2 separate regions of the Gossypium hirsutum genome follow, and region 2 is linked to region 1. A link is a contact called in public Hi-C data. All regions are on one chromosome and are shown on one strand. Each heading gives the region's core, a stretch centred on a gene start, on an enhancer-like site or on the middle of the called end of the contact. The rest is flanking DNA. Distances are from core to core; before and after follow the strand shown. Region 1 has its middle 31 kb from the start of LOC121225385. Region 2 holds the start of LOC107886879 (transmembrane protein 53).

The links. Hi-C and Micro-C count contacts between places; a contact is called where the count stands out from the background.
Region 2: a contact with region 1 is called in a Hi-C map of leaf, with 2.4 times the contacts expected there. The contact joins the promoter of LOC107886879 here to the enhancer-like site in region 1. A contact is called at or near these places in 18 of 34 Hi-C or Micro-C datasets (anther, callus, cotyledon and 5 more).

The regions. Positions count from the first base shown.
Region 1 is chrA03:107,760,211-107,768,100 of Gossypium_hirsutum_v2.1, forward strand. No RefSeq gene overlaps it. Among protein-coding and RNA genes, the nearest start is that of LOC121225385, 31 kb to the left of the region's middle. Within about 2 kb of position 3,986, at least 3 of the 9 cell types and tissues checked have an H3K27ac peak or open chromatin away from gene starts, as enhancers often do. A contact at or near this core is called in hypocotyl and leaf, where this site is marked.
Region 2 is chrA03:107,807,507-107,815,396 of Gossypium_hirsutum_v2.1, forward strand. LOC107886879 (transmembrane protein 53) reads left to right here and starts at 3,836. Exons shown (of 5, transcript XM_016810974.2): 1 at 3,836-4,245; 2 at 5,063-5,863; 3 at 5,975-6,080; 4 at 6,161-6,366; 5 at 6,623-7,123. The coding sequence starts at 5,136. The coding sequence ends at 6,890. LOC107886881 (myosin-1) reads left to right here. Exons shown (of 24, transcript XM_016810976.2): 23 at 218-285; 24 at 714-1,626. The coding sequence ends at 1,376. LOC107886880 (putative GEM-like protein 8) reads right to left here. Exons shown (of 3, transcript XM_016810975.2): 1 at 7,721-7,890; 2 at 7,545-7,640; 3 at 7,228-7,454. The coding sequence starts at 7,754. The coding sequence ends at 7,228.

The DNA of each region.
Region 1 (7,890 bases), core at 2,736-5,235:
TTACTGATGTGATCTGATCTGACAGAAAGCATGCAACAAGACAATAATGTCTCATGCACCCCCCCTAAGGACTTCGCCAAGCATTTCCATATGCAGGCAGCATTAAGCTAGCACCATGCATGTCATGTTGGGGAAGCCCTTGAGGGAGAGTGAACGAGAAAAGCCTTGATTAATACATATACATACATAATGTTTCGTAATAGCCTCTACATATATTGATAATGAGAAAGAGCTGCAAAGTTTTGGAGACCAAGGGGTTGCTTATATAGGCTATCAGGATGATGGCTGGCAGGCACCTCATTTCCCAATTTGATACAATTACAGATTCTGATAAAAGATTTAAAAGAATAAGTTCTTGTTTGGTTTCATTATCAGATGTCAAGCATCTTTCTATACACCATGCATCTGCTTCTTCATCACAGAATGCCCATTATTAATATACATAGGACACAAGTATTGGTGCAAATTAGACACGTGAAAGATGTCTTTGTCATAAACATATCCCCACTTACCTATTGGTGCTTGGTTTTAGATGATCCGTTGGAGCACTTTCATTGCATCGTCCATGTCGTTTTGCCACTTAACCCTAATAAGAGATAGGCCATTATCATCTATATAGCAACCAGGGTCGTCTCTTGAATGAACTTAAGAGGTAAGGCATGACAGTGAAATATATATATATATACATACATATAAGCTTCTATTGTTTCCCAAAGGGAAAGGAACATTTGATCACTATAGAATCTTTAATCTTTAGTCCGTACTTCATATTCGTAAAGTTGACATTCCATTGAACCTAAAAACCATATCTACACTAATACAAAAAGCACATAACATATAGATACGGTTCAAACTTTGGAAAGAAATAAATCTTAGCCATTGATCCTCCGTAATCAAACAAGCAACCCTTTCTTAATTAAAATAATTATTATCGAAGACCTTAATCAAATTGATTCAATTTTTAAATATTTTTTTATCTGCAATTAACATATGTGGGATGAATGGAGATTTGTTTTCCTCTGGACTGGACCCCGGAAACTTAGCGACCATGTCTGGTGTTGATAAATATTTGCAATGATGAATATATGAATGGGTATTAGTTACAAGAAATTATTATGATGGTGAGGACATTGAATGGCTTAGTGTGGGATGGGATGGGACATTCAACCAACCTCAACCAAGCAGTCATGAAAGAATATTAGTTACGTGTAGAGATTTGTAATTTTTTCTTTTAACAATATTGTTTTTAGGATTTAAAGTTACATCTCTTCTAGAAAATATAAAATATTTTACAATTACACTCCATATTTATTGATAAATATGTCATATTATTAAGTTCAATGTAGCTTCATGTCCTAGTTAAATGATAAAATGAATGTCAAAATCTATTATTAGTATGTGTACTATATTTAAGTTTTGGATTTAATTTCAATACTTTAATTTAGCCAATTGTATTCTTATATTTTTTTTAATTGATAAATTTTAATTTTTATACTTTTTGAATTTTAAAATTTTAATTAGTTCCGATTCAAACAATAATAATTAAATATGTTTATAGGGGTGAGCAAAATTCGATTGTATTTGAAAAAAAATTCAAATTTCGAGTTAATGAAATAGAGTTATTCAAATTATTCAAGTTAACTCAAATAACTTGATTTGAATTTCGAGTTCGAGTTGAGTTGAATTTCACAATTCAAATAATTTAAATAACAGATTTGTGTAAATATCCTTTTGATCCCTGTCAACTTTGAAACTAAGCAAATTGATCTTTCTCTCAACAAAAATTACAAAATAATTCAAAATAATTATAAAAAATTCAAAATAATTTTTAAATTTCAAAAAAATATATAAAAAGTTAAAATTTTAAAAAAAAAATCTAAAATAATAATTTTGGAACCTAATTAATGATTACTCAAGTATCTTCTTTTTTTTGAAATTTTTTTTCAAATATATATGGTTTTAAATTTATGTCTCTAACATGGAAATAGTTATACTGTAACAATATTTTTATTTGACATGTTTAATTTTTAAAATTTAACTAGACCAGTTTCACTCGATTCGACTCAACTCGAATTCCATTTCACTTGACTTAATTCAAAAAATTTTAAATTGAGTTAGGATGATAAAATAGGACTCGTGAACTCAATTAACTCTAAATTTTTTCACTCGATTCGATTGAACGCTCACCCTATCCGTTTGGTTAAATTCTAATATTAGCCATGTATTTTATGTAAATTTGTAGATTTAATCCAAGTTCTCCAATTTTTTCATTCTTAGTCCTTATTCTTTCTAAGTTTTGAAATTTCAGTCTTAACACAAGTAATAATCATTAAATTAATTAAGTCCTATTATTCTAAAATCTTTTTGACAAACACATATCAATACTTAACTAATTTAACAATTACAATTTAATCAAGATTGAAATTCAAAATTTTAAAAATATAAGGCTAAAAATATCAAATTAATAGGAACTAATAACAGAATTTAACCAAAAAAAAAGTGACATGGTGAGAAGCCCACTTGCTGATCTGAATGCCCAGAGCTTTGGGCTTAACACTTTGGGTAAGTAATGTAAAGCTTTTAAAAGAGTAGCACTTCATTTTATTCACATATGAAAAACTGAATTGGTTTGATTTATAAAACGAAATATTACACGTTTAATATATACTAAAAAAGAAAGTGAATATTTGGTATTTATTTTATTCCAAAAATATTTTTAAAAATTTTATATTTTTTTAAATTTTTTTTATATAAAACACTTATCAACCCTTAATTTTATTTATGGAGTTTAAAAAGTACACCACCATTAGTGTACTAAATAATTTTCCTAATAGAAATTTGTACAATACATATATGCTAGAAGTTTTATCACATGTGTATGCATGTGGAAATTACATATTTAAAAAAATTTGTGTTTAAAATAACATACAATAAATAATGAAATGTATAGTTGAAACTAATAAAGTGTGCATAATAAAATTAAATGTATAAATAAATCAAAATAAAGCCTTGATTGAGTGATAAATTTAAGGTTTTCCTAATGTAATTACTATGAGTTTAAGTCTCACTATATGTATATTTTTATTTTTTAAAATTAAAATATTAAAATACCCTTGAATAATATAACTTATTTTAAATATGGAGTGATATTTTAATAATTTTTATAATCTAGTTGGTGTCCAATAGACTCATGACACTAACTCAATTAGGGATTTTATTAATAGTAAGTAATTACAGATGTACAATTGGTGAAAGATAATAAAGTGTGCATAATAAAATTAAATCTTAGTTAGGTGGTAAATTTAAAGTTTTACCAATGTAATTGGTGTGAGCTCAAATCCAACCATATGAATATTTTTTATTATTTTTAAATTAAAAAGACTAAAATACCCTTAAATAATATGACTTATTTTAAATATAAAAAGACATTTTTTGTAATTTTCTTAACCAAGTTGGTGCTTGGTTGTCTCGTAATACCAACTCAATCAAGGATTTTTTTAATTAGTATAGATATATCATATTTGTTGATTGAGCCTTAGCTCAGTTGGTGTTATTGCTATTGCAGAACTGGAAGGACATGAGGTCGAACACACTCAAACACGTTTTTCATTTATTTAAGAGTTGGAAAGGAATTATGTGTATGGGTTGATGAAGAATATGATGAACACTAACAGGGAGTCAAAAAGGTCAAAATTAATGACATGTCATGCGCACAATCATTCTTTAACATTGGATGATGAAAACAATAAATTATTGTAATGACAGTGATCAAATTATAAATTTATTTTATTTGAATGATTAAAATAAAAACACCCAAAAAATATCAAAAAACTAGAAATTATTACCAAATTGAACCCAAGGCAATAAAAAGGACCATGACAAATAAGCCTGACCCATAACCTTTAATCTAACCCAGTGGGGACCCTTCACTCAACTTTCTGCCATCTTCTCATATGTATACATGCATGAATTAGGTCCCCATATCTATATAATATAGTTTCTTATTCTTAATTCCTTATAGATTAGGTGCCATGTTTTAAAAAGGATACTAGGTGACTGACCACTGACCATCAAGCAAGCAAGCATCACAAAAGCAAAAAATTGCTCAAATGGAAGGCAATTTTGGGCAGTCATTTTCTGATATACCAAATGGGCTGGCTCTTTGGGTTTTTGTCAAGTCAAAAACCCCTTTAATAATTGAGCTACTTTGTCTACAAACCTACTTTCTTTTTTATTATTATTATTCTGTAATTGGAAGTTGGAAACACATGGGACAATGCATGATAGGCATTTCCTTCCTTAGATTTTTCCCCGACTCCTCCCAAAAAAAGCTTGAGAATATATACATGTATGAGCTTGCTTCAATTGCAATAATTTGTTGCCTTAATCCAATCACTACTTAAACCTTGCACCTAATGCCTAGTTGTCATCATCAACAATTGGATTTTTTTTTTCTAGAGGACATAGAAAAAATACCACAAATACAAAAGGAAAAGCATTCAAATCTATTTTATTATTTGAAAATTACTCACTTATTCTTCTATGAAAAATCAACAAACTTCTAAGATTTATTTATTAAGGTTGTGTTTGGATACTAAAGAGTAATTCGAGAAAAGCATTTAGTTAAAAAATTGTAATTACATAATAATTCTCTGTGTCATATTTGGTGATACAAATTATAATTCTTTAGTTACATAATTTAACATTTTTTTTAAATATTAACTATTATAAAAATTATCAATAATACTTTAAAAAAATTCTAAAAAAGTAACAAAAAACAAATCAGTATATATAAAATGTCAATTCAGATGATTACTAATAAAAATAATAAGAAAAATAAACATCATATCTAATTTTATTTAATTGCTCTCCCTCTATAACATTTAACATATAGCCATTATCATCATATTTTGGTTCTTGACCAATTTGTTCATCCTATGAATCATAATATGAATATATATCATTCAAATTATTAGGATCTTCTTCTTCAATTTACTCTTTAAAATATTGATCATTCCAATTCCACCTACGAATAAAGTTACAAAGTAAGCAACATACCAGCATCATTTAACGTTGGTTTTTAGATTATATTGAGGTGTAATGTTAATATGGGAACTTTTTTTTGAATAAAAATATCTTATCAACCATATTTCGTAACTTTGAATACCATAATTTAAAGAGTTCGCAATTTGCCTTTAATTTTTGTATTTGGCTACATTCTCTCAAATGATATTGTATCCCACGATGTGGTACAAGAAAATTTTTTGAATTGCATAACTAGCATCACTACATAATATTTTCATACAAAAATAGTATGTAACAATTTGAATAATTTACAAGAAAAATAAAATTAAATAACAACAAGGTGATGATGATAATATTAATGGATTACTAGATCCAATTTTTAATCTATTTCGAGATCTCTCCCAAACCATATTTTTTTATAGCACTCTAGAAATTGAGATGCAAACCAACTAATTTGAAATTAACTTATATTAGGGTCCAACAGCAACTCAATTTTATAACTATTTTGATAATATTTTGATTACTATTATTCCACACAAATTAAATCACAATTAATATAAATTTTATAAATATTGGTTTATAAAGTGCTAGATAGTTTTTATAACACTTATTTTAAGATGTTGAAATACATGCCAAACAATAATATAGAATTTATAATATGATTTTTATAAACCTAATTTGTTATTAAGTCAAAATTTGCTTGGAATGCTTGGACTTGATATGTCCAATAACAAAGCATTTTTATCTAATAATAAATATATAATTATATTTTAAATAAATAATTTATATATCCTAGAATTAAAATATTTTATTATTTTTGTATAAAAAATAACTTTTATAAACTTGAATAAAAATAATTTATTAAACTTAAATCATTTATATATGTTTGAAAAGTCATAGGACAATTGGTAATTGCTTGTAATTACCCGTGTAATTACCTCAATTTTCAACCTCTTTCCTAAGAATTGGAAAGTAAATTTGGGTGCTCCAATTACATTCAATTCAAGGGAGGACCCATCAATTACAATGGCTACTCGAACATGTTACACCTTAATAATTACAAACAATCACATCCAAATTTAATTATTGGGATACTTTCTAAACACTACCTAAATCAATATTAAATAAAATGAAAACTTTACCATTTATAAATTACTTATTATTTTATTTATTTTTGTTATCATCGATCTTTATATTCAATATTTTTAATTAAAATTAATAAAACTCGAATTAGTTATAAAATATTTTAATTATTATAAATTACATTTTATTCTAATATAATCATACTAGATTATGACACACCCACGATGTGGGTGAAAAAATTATGTAATAAATTTATAAAAAATTGACATGAAAATTAAACATGACTTTAGTTAAAATAGTAAAGTTGAGGGAGTGAATGTCATTGTGCTTTGGGTTCAAATATCATCATATGTATGTATTTTTTTTTTAGATTTTATATAAAAGTAGAAACAAAAAACAAAAATACCTTTAAAATAATATTTGATGCTTTGTAAAAATAATATGTTTATGGTAATTTTACAACTAAGTTGGGACCCCATTGGTCGGTCACTTACTATATTGCTGTTATATAATACTTCACAAACCTAAAATTCGGTCCACCCGGGTGATTTGAATCTCGACCCAATTGAGGAAGGGATGTCATCTAGCTCGCCACTCCGCTTGCTCGCCACCCCGCTTGCTCGCCACCTTCCCTAACTCATTTGTTCTCTAGCTAGCTAATTCGTAGTTCGCCACCTCCCCGTTCTTCAACTAGTCTATTCGCCACTCTCTAGCTCCACCTCTCAGCTTATTGCCCCAGCTCGCCTACTCGTGAGGAGGCCCCTTCAAAGATACCTCTAAGGTTATGTGTCAAAACTAGAGAGGTAACGTGTCGTTGTGCATGTTACCTACACTACACCAGAACAGACTTTTAGCGGCGCTTTTAGCGGCGATTGGACAACAAACGCCGCTAAAAATTAAGCATTAGCGGCGATTTAAAAAAAACGCCGCTAAATATCAGTATTACCGGCGCTTTTACAAAAACGCCGCTAATAATGAGCATTAGCGGTGTTTCTTAAAAAGCGCCGCTAAAAACCTAAACCAAACGACGTCGTTTTTCTTAGTTTTCGAGGCTTTGGTGGCGTTTTTTGAGAAGTGCAAGTAATTCTCAGGGCTTTAGCAGCGTTTCTTAAAAAGCGCCGCAAAAGACCTAAGCCCAACGACATCATTTTCTTAGTTTTCGAGGCTTTGGTGGCGTTTTCGGGAAAGCGCCGCTAATGCTCAATGTTTTAGCGGCATTTTTTAAAAATCGCCACAAAAAACCGAAGCCCAACGACATCGTTTTTCTTAGTTTGGGAGGCTTTAGTGGCGTTTTTGTAAAAGCGCCGCAAAAAGCCTAAGCCCAACGACATCGTTTTCTTAGTTTTCGAGTCTTTGGTTGGGGATTTTGCGGCGTTTTTTAAGAAGCGCCGCTAATGCTCTAGTTTTTAAGAAAATATTAATTAAAATATTTTAAATTATTTAGTAAAAAATAATGACACGTACAAGAAATTTTGAAAGTAAAAATAAATAAAAATATTTATTAAAAACGGGAAAAATGAAGAGATTGTTGTTTAAAATAATTTTAAATTAAGTTTATTGGGTACAGGAATGGTTATTTTTAATTTATATATTAAATAGTTTCTTATATAATCGTAAAAGAGATAGTATTATTTTTAAAATATTGAATTAATTATCATTATAGTTTAGGGTTTATGGTTTAAGGTATAAGATTTAGGGGTTAGGGATTATGTAGGTTTTATGGTTTAAGTGTTTAGGGTCGGAGTTTAGGGTTTAATTAAGGTTTATGCAAATTATGGGTTT
Region 2 (7,890 bases), core at 2,586-5,085, 47 kb after region 1:
AACTCTGGAGTTTAAGAAGTATGGTAGGAAAACATTTAAAAATGTATCAAGTCGACTGCCCTCCTTGAGTGGATTTAAAAATTTGGTTTTGGCTGGTTTAAGTATGAAAAATCTGGTTTACGTTGGACATTTTCTTCTGTATATCTATAATGATTCAAAATCATGTCGTGGAAAACTGTACTTATAATTTTACTATTATTTGTGCTCTATGCTGCAGTTATTCGTGGTTGGTTGGTCAGAAGATGCTCTGGAAATACAGGATTACTCAAATACGGGGCCTCTAAGGTACAATGACCATCTTGTGTTTTAACTCATAAATTTTGCTTATGGTTTGACGTTTCATGTAATTCTTTATTAATATTTATCAACTAGCATTCCCTTATTAATATATTCAAAGTGATGTTAAATGATCATTTTTATTTTGTAAAATGCTGCTTCTATTATTAGTTCTTTACAGATTTGTTAGCCAGTTGCCCTGCTTGAAAAATATAGGTCCAATCTTGCAAAACCAAAAGAACCATTAAAAAAATATTCTTCCAAACAGTTTGCATATCAAATCTTTCACTCCTATGATCCCCATTTTTGTTTCTGAATTTCTTTTACTTTTATGCAGACTCAGTTTTTAGTTTTCTCTGTTATTCCTATTGCTTAGATATGTATCAAGTTATAATGTTTGTATTTGAGACACTAAATGATTATAAAATTTGATACAGGGGAATGAATCAGATGAGGTGATGGTCAAGGGCTCATTTCTTGCTGAACTACAGCGCCGAGTTCTTAGAGCTGAGGCTGCTCTGAGGGAGAAAGAAGAGGAAAATGACATCCTCCATCAACGGGTCCAACAATACGAAAGCCGCTGGTCTGAATATGAGCTAAAAATGAAGTCCATGGAAGAAGTGTGGCAGAAACAAATGAGGTCTCTACAATCCAGTCTTTCTATCGCAAAGAAGAGCCTAGCAGTTGATGACTCGGAGAGAAATTCCGATGCATCTGTTAATAATGCAAGCGATGACAGAGAGTATAGCTGGGACACAGGAACTAATCACAATGGCCCTGAGAGCAACGGGTTGAGACCAACGAGTGCAGGTTTGAGTGTTATAAGCCGGTTGGCAGAGGAATTTGAGCAGCGGAGTCAAGTTTTTGGTGATGATGCCAAGTTCTTGGTGGAAGTAAAATCAGGTCAGGTTGAAGCAAACCTGAACCCTGATCGCGAACTTAGAAGGTTAAAGCAGATGTTCGAAACTTGGAAGAAGGATTACTCTGTGAGATTGCGAGAAACAAAAGTCGTATTGAATAAACTCGGAAACGAAGAAGGTGCACTTGACAGGGTGAAAAAGAAGTGGTGGGGCAGGAGGAACAGCACAAGGTACACTTAAAAACTATATATATTCACATCTACTACTATTATTCTTTCTAGTTGATCAATAGTTGCTTCCGGTGTTTTGCTATTAGCTGCATATTCTATACGTTGGCAGGAATTAATTCATATAGAAATTGAGAGTATTTTTACAAGCGATTTGGTTACTAAAGAGGCGATCCATTTAAGTGCATACATAAAATTTAAGTATGTATATTATTATTTTTCATCGAAAAGTTGTAATCTTTATGCCTACAAAGTTTGGTCTTTATTTGTTGCTGAAAGCGAATGATGAATTTATTTTTTCAAATATAAATTAAAAAAATAATGATATATAAAACAATTGAGTCATTTTATCAAGTTAAAAAGAAAAGACTGTATAGTTTTTATTTTTATCTTTTATTGTTAATGAGAAGTGTCCGTAAATTGTTTTAAAAGCAGCAGATATATATATATATTTGAAAAATAAATATATTTTTTAATAAAAAATAAATTTTAAAATTATACATTAATTTTGATTTAATGTCTACTTGTATATATGAATTTTAATTTGTTGTAATTATATAGGTGAAATTTTAATTGTGGTTCAAATATATTTGAATTTGAATTTTGATTTAATTATTTAAATAAATACATTAGTTTATTTTTTATATTGAATAAATATAATTATTAATGTATGTATATTATATCAATAATTGTTAATAATTTATAAGAATTGGATTAAATTAAAATTTCATGGATAAAATTATATAAAAATTAAAGTTCATATATATATTTTGTACAATAAATCATAGTTGAAGTATAATTTTGAGATTTATTTTTTAAAAATACAAATGAGTTGTAATTATCCCTATTTAATTGTTTCTTTATTTATAGTTTCACCAATTTAAAATAAATAAAAGAAAAAAAAAGTTCTCTTTTTGAGTAAGAGATATTTTAACCTTAAGTAACAATTAAGACGTAGACATGACCCAAGTAATTGATTAAGAAATGTGATTTTTTTTAAAATTTAATATAAGAGAGATACAAATTTGAAATTTTAAATTTTCACTAGAAACGTATTTACTTTGTCAATAAAAAAGGTAAACAAAAATTCTTATAAACCAATTGAATAAGACTCTAACCGCATTAAAGATATATAAAAATTAGATTTTAAATGATTTATCCTCTTCATTTCGAAATTTACTCTCATATTAAATATCATAATTATTTATCTTAACAAAGTTGTTCGATAATAGTTTCCAATGCATCAATGGTGGTCACTTGATAATTCTCTTATATAAGAGTAACATCAGGGTTGATGGAATGGAGACCTTGATTGCTGAAATAGAAAAATTAACTTCTATAAGTTATTCTAGTGATACCATACATTTAGTGAAGTGGAAATAACTCAAAACCCTTAGAAAAAAAATGTGGACTCCAAATTATATACGTATTGGAATAAAAGAGAGATAGGAAAGGACAAATGTTAACAATGAAAGGGTATGGGCATATGCCATCCATCATCTTTTGGAATATTATTATCCTCCAAACTACATGGATTGTTTAATATTGCACTTCCAATTTTCTTTTTTCTTTCGGATGTACAGGAATTTAATTTATTATTAAAAAATTTGTTTTTATACTTTATATTTTTTATAAATACTTTTAATTAAAAAAGTAATATTAAATATGAATTAAAGCTAAATCAATTTAAAACTCATTAAGAAATTTATTTAAAGTTTCGTCTCATCTTTTAATAAAATGTGTTTTTTTAATGCAAAATATTGTTCAGTTTTCATTTAGACAGAATTTAGGGATAGCCAATGCCGTTTTGAAGGATATACCGTCCAGAATTGTTGAAAGAAATAAAAAAGAAAGAAGAAAGCTGAAAGTTTGTATACTCATAGACGTTTATCAACCGTTGATTTTTTATTTTATTCTTAATTTTTAAATAAATTTAAAAATTTAAGGTTTCTGAGAATTTAAGGTTTCAGAAATTTTTTAAAATAGTAAATTAATTTTTTAAATATTTTAGCTTTAAAATTATTATTATTATAATAATAAAATGGTTCACATTTGTTCGTATAAAAAAATAATTTTGTATCAACAATTCAAAAGAGTAAGTGCGTAAAATTTTGTATTGACATTTCAAAATTCAAAATTTAAGTTCAGGTATTAATGTCTTTTTCTATTAAAATTGTAATGACTTTAAAATTATTATTGCAATATATAATTACTTCATTCGATCTATTTTACTAGGTCATTCTTTTGGATCAAAGAACAATTTTTTTATACGAACTTATAGTGTCACTAAATTACATTAAAAATTTTATCATCACGTTAAATAAATTCGCTTATTCTTTTATTATCGATTATACAAAATAGGGTTGAATTACATTTTATCATATTTTACTGATAACACTTCAAAACCCTACTAGCAACTCTAAACATGTTTAGAGTAATCGACACCTCTCTCTCTTTTATATGAACTCCCTCTATCGCTAAATATAGATATATAAACCTCCTCCTTTTCTGCTTTGGGTTTTTTTTCTGCTTCTTTTTTTATTAGAAAATAATCAATAGCGATATTGTTGCTTACAGAAAACTATTAGCGTGCAATACAGGCAATTCTAAGAGACTAACACAACCCAAAAGATATATATATATACACATACGCTTGTGTATATATATAAGATATAAAGAGGTAGAAAAGAACCAAGGAAAGCAAGAAGAAATATATTTGCAGGCAAGGAGAAGAGAGGCAGGGCGCATTATTTACTGTCACGAAAAAGCGAAACCCACACTTCAGCATTCTTTCTTTTTCATTATCAATCAAACAAAAAGGACAAAAAAAGAGAGACCCAATCCGCTTTTACATTCATCTTCAGTTGAGTTCATTCAGCAAGGTGACTTTTATTTATTTATTAATTTATTAATGGTTCAAAATTCTTTGGTCTTATTATTTTAATGAGATTTCTTGATTCTTCGTTTTTCTGAATTGGGTTTTCGTTTTGCCATCCGCCGTTTGGATTCCATTAACTTCATATTTAATTATTTCAGTGATTTCGTTTCGTTTTATCAAAATTTATTCTCAGGAAAAAAAAAAAAAACACCATTCAAAAATTGACCCGCCATACGGTTTTCGAGTTTCTTGGTTAACCGTGTTATTCCACTAGAGCCGTGATCGAGTTGACTCATTTCCTATCCCTCTACACGGCAGAGTCTTCCTTTCGAGAAACCCCTATCCTATTGGAATTTGGAAATTGGGTCATGGTCTAAACTACCCCCACGGGCTCCTAAATCGTCGGACTCATTGGTCAGCTCTTCATCAATCTTTGTCATGTTCTTTAAGCATGAAGACTTAGACAAGGAAACCGTGTCCTTTATTTGTTTATTAGATACTATTTTAAAAACTGACCAAGCACGCGCTATTTCTTGTTTAATTTTCCCCATTATGTTTTAATCTAATCTATAGTTCATGGTCGGTGGGCGCTGTGTTGTCTATACAACAACTTGCCAGGCTGTCAATATCTATCTTTTGACAACCCCATTTTCGGTTACCTTTCCTTTCATTTAATAAGACCAGTAATTATATAATAAAAGCTTTGACTATAGAACATGTCAACCTTGGCTTGCTTATTGTATTAACACATTCTTGCTTGCTTTTCTCGTGTTTTATTCCATCTGTTGGGTCATAATTTGATCCTCTTATCCTTTTTGCAGGTGACCCTCGTTAAATTGAGACTTTTGCACTGATTTGTAATGTTTATTTGGGATTTGTTCATATTGGTTCAATATGGGATCCATGTCTGGAGTCATTCAACGTCCTTTAATGGCAGCTGCTGCTGTTGCAATGGCGTCTGTTTCTGTTGATTTTCCTGCTAAACTCCCATCTCCTACATCGGATACTGAAACTTCCATGTCCAATTCCTTACCGGAGTCCAATTCATCATTGGTTGCTCTTATATCAGCTTCCAAGCTTGCCAACTTGTCTTTTGTTACTAGGATTCGAGTACCGTTACCTACTTTTAACTTTCCGGTTCCGAATTCAGGCCGGAATTTCGTTCCGAACATGCTATGTTCTTCTATTGCTTCGTCTCCTCTGTTGGTTAATTTATATCAGTCAGCTGAGTTAGCTAAAGGATCTAAGCCAGCTGCATTTCCGGAGAGTGTTCCTGCCACAGTGCCTGATGCTTTGTACAGATGGCATTTGCCTGAGCCGACTGCGTTCGATATTTCTGGGACTTCAGATTGTTCATCGGTGAAGTCTCGTACGGTTGTCGTGTTGTTAGGGTGGTTAGGATCCAAGCAGAAACATCTCCAGAGATATGCAGAGTGGTATACTTCAAGGGGATACCATGTCATTACTTTCACACTTCCGATGGTTGACATTCTCAGTTACCAAGCCGGTGGGAAAGCCGAGCAAAACGTAGACATGCTTGTGAATCACTTGGCTGATTGGTTAGAAGAGGAGCATGGAAAAAACCTGGTTTTCCACACTTTTAGCAATACTGGATGGTTAATGTAAGTTATCTCCACAAGTACATTTGTACATACATGCATGAAGAACAACATTTCTATTGTTTATATTAGTTATCTGAAGTGATTTTTGTGTCGGGTTTCATCTTGTTGCAGGTACGGAGCTATTCTTGAGAAGTTTCAGAAAGAAGATCCTTCTTTAACGGAAAGGATCAAAGGTTGCATTGTGGATTCAGCCCCTGTTGCGGCCCCTGACCCTCAGGTAAATGATGCTTAAAGCATGTGTTTCAGTTCAGTACAAAGGCAATGCTTAATAAATCATTTTCATATTATTATTTTCAGGTCTGGGCTTCGGGTTTCTCTGCCGCTTTTCTGAAGAAACGTAGTTTTGCAACAAAAGGATCTGCGAACTCAAGTGAATCGGATATGGAGGCATCAACTGGCAAAAGTGAAGCCTCAAAACCCAAGCCTGCAGTAACTGAAGCTGCTATGCTACTAGTCCTGGAGAAGTTCTTTGAGGTGGTTTTGAATCTTCCTAGTATTAACAGGTAATAATCCCCTTGAAACCGGTAAATAAGTTCACGATTTTTTACTTCTCTGATCTACTTCCCAATGTTTGAGTCATTGAAAAGCTTACTTTGCAACTAAGAATCATTTGCAGTGCACAACTTTTTGAATATTTTTATGCATGATATATTTCTCTCTTTGCTTTAATGCATTCTCCAATGTGATTTATGATTGCCTCCAGAAGTCATCCCGATGTTCATTAAAATTGACAAAACTTGATATCTTATCATCTTGCAGGAGGCTTTCTGATGTTATGGGTTTGCTGTCATACAAACAACCTACCTGTCCACAGTTATATATTTACAGCTCTGCAGATGGAGTCATCCCTGCGCATTCCGTGGAATCCTTCATAGAGAAGCAAAAGAGATTGGGGCGCGAAGTTCGGGCGTGCAACTTCGTCTCCTCACCACATGTTGATCATTTTAGGAATGACCCAAATCTGTATACGAGTCAGCTCAGCCAGTTTTTGGAGGACTGTGTGCATACTTGTTGCGGACATTCTTAAGTACATTGAAGCACTGCCATAACCAAGTTCTTTTATTTTTTATTTTTAAAAGGAAAATCCTATAGTTTATACACTCACAAAGCCAGTACTCGAATAGAGATCGGTGAAGAACTGATAACATTCAACATGTTTGAAGTTAAAATCTCGAGTTCTGTAATCTCAAACTTGTATTTACATATGGCAAATTCATTCTTAAAGTTATTTCATGGTCGATAAAGAACATAGTTATTTCATTCTTAATGTTTTCACTCTGGTTCACTCCCTTTATTTTCTCAACTGGAACCACAACCTTGTAATGGACTCTCACATATTCTCCATTCGCACAAGGGATTTCGATTTATCTATCACTGCAAAAGGCAACCTTTTCAGATGAGATGAAAAGTAAAACTGCAATAGGGCCTGTTGTTGTTGATAAATAACATTGGCAAGCCTTCAAAAACTTCTCTCCTTCTCTGAAACTAAACAATTGCTTGAAAATCTTCTCCAACCCTCCTACTAGAAAAACCCTTGCCCCTAAACTCAACTTTCCCTTCACTGTTTCACTGATCTTTGGCCCCAATCTCACTGCACTTTCAAAAAAGTAAACTTTAGTTTTCATTTCACTTTAATCTTAAGAGACATTTATATAGCTGATAGCATGAGAGTGTTTCATACCATGCTCTCCGACTACATGACCGAATGTCTCAGCTTTCTTCCCTCGCAAGTTCATCCTTTTAAGTACAAAGTTTCCTTTGCCTGCTATTACATTGCCTGCAATTACAAACAGTTTCCCTTTAGAAAAAGAGAACATCCCATATCTACCATTAGTAAAGATTGAAAGGGAGACCTACTTTTGGTAGACCCTTGTGTATCGGCCAGCGGCATCAGGTAAGTATTGCCTTGATGTTCTTCTCTTAACTCCAGATGTTGTTGCTTTGATTGGAACTCCAATAAGTTGTTCAAGTAGCTTATTCTTAATTTTTGTTGGTTGAATGAAATGGAATACAATTCCAACAAGATG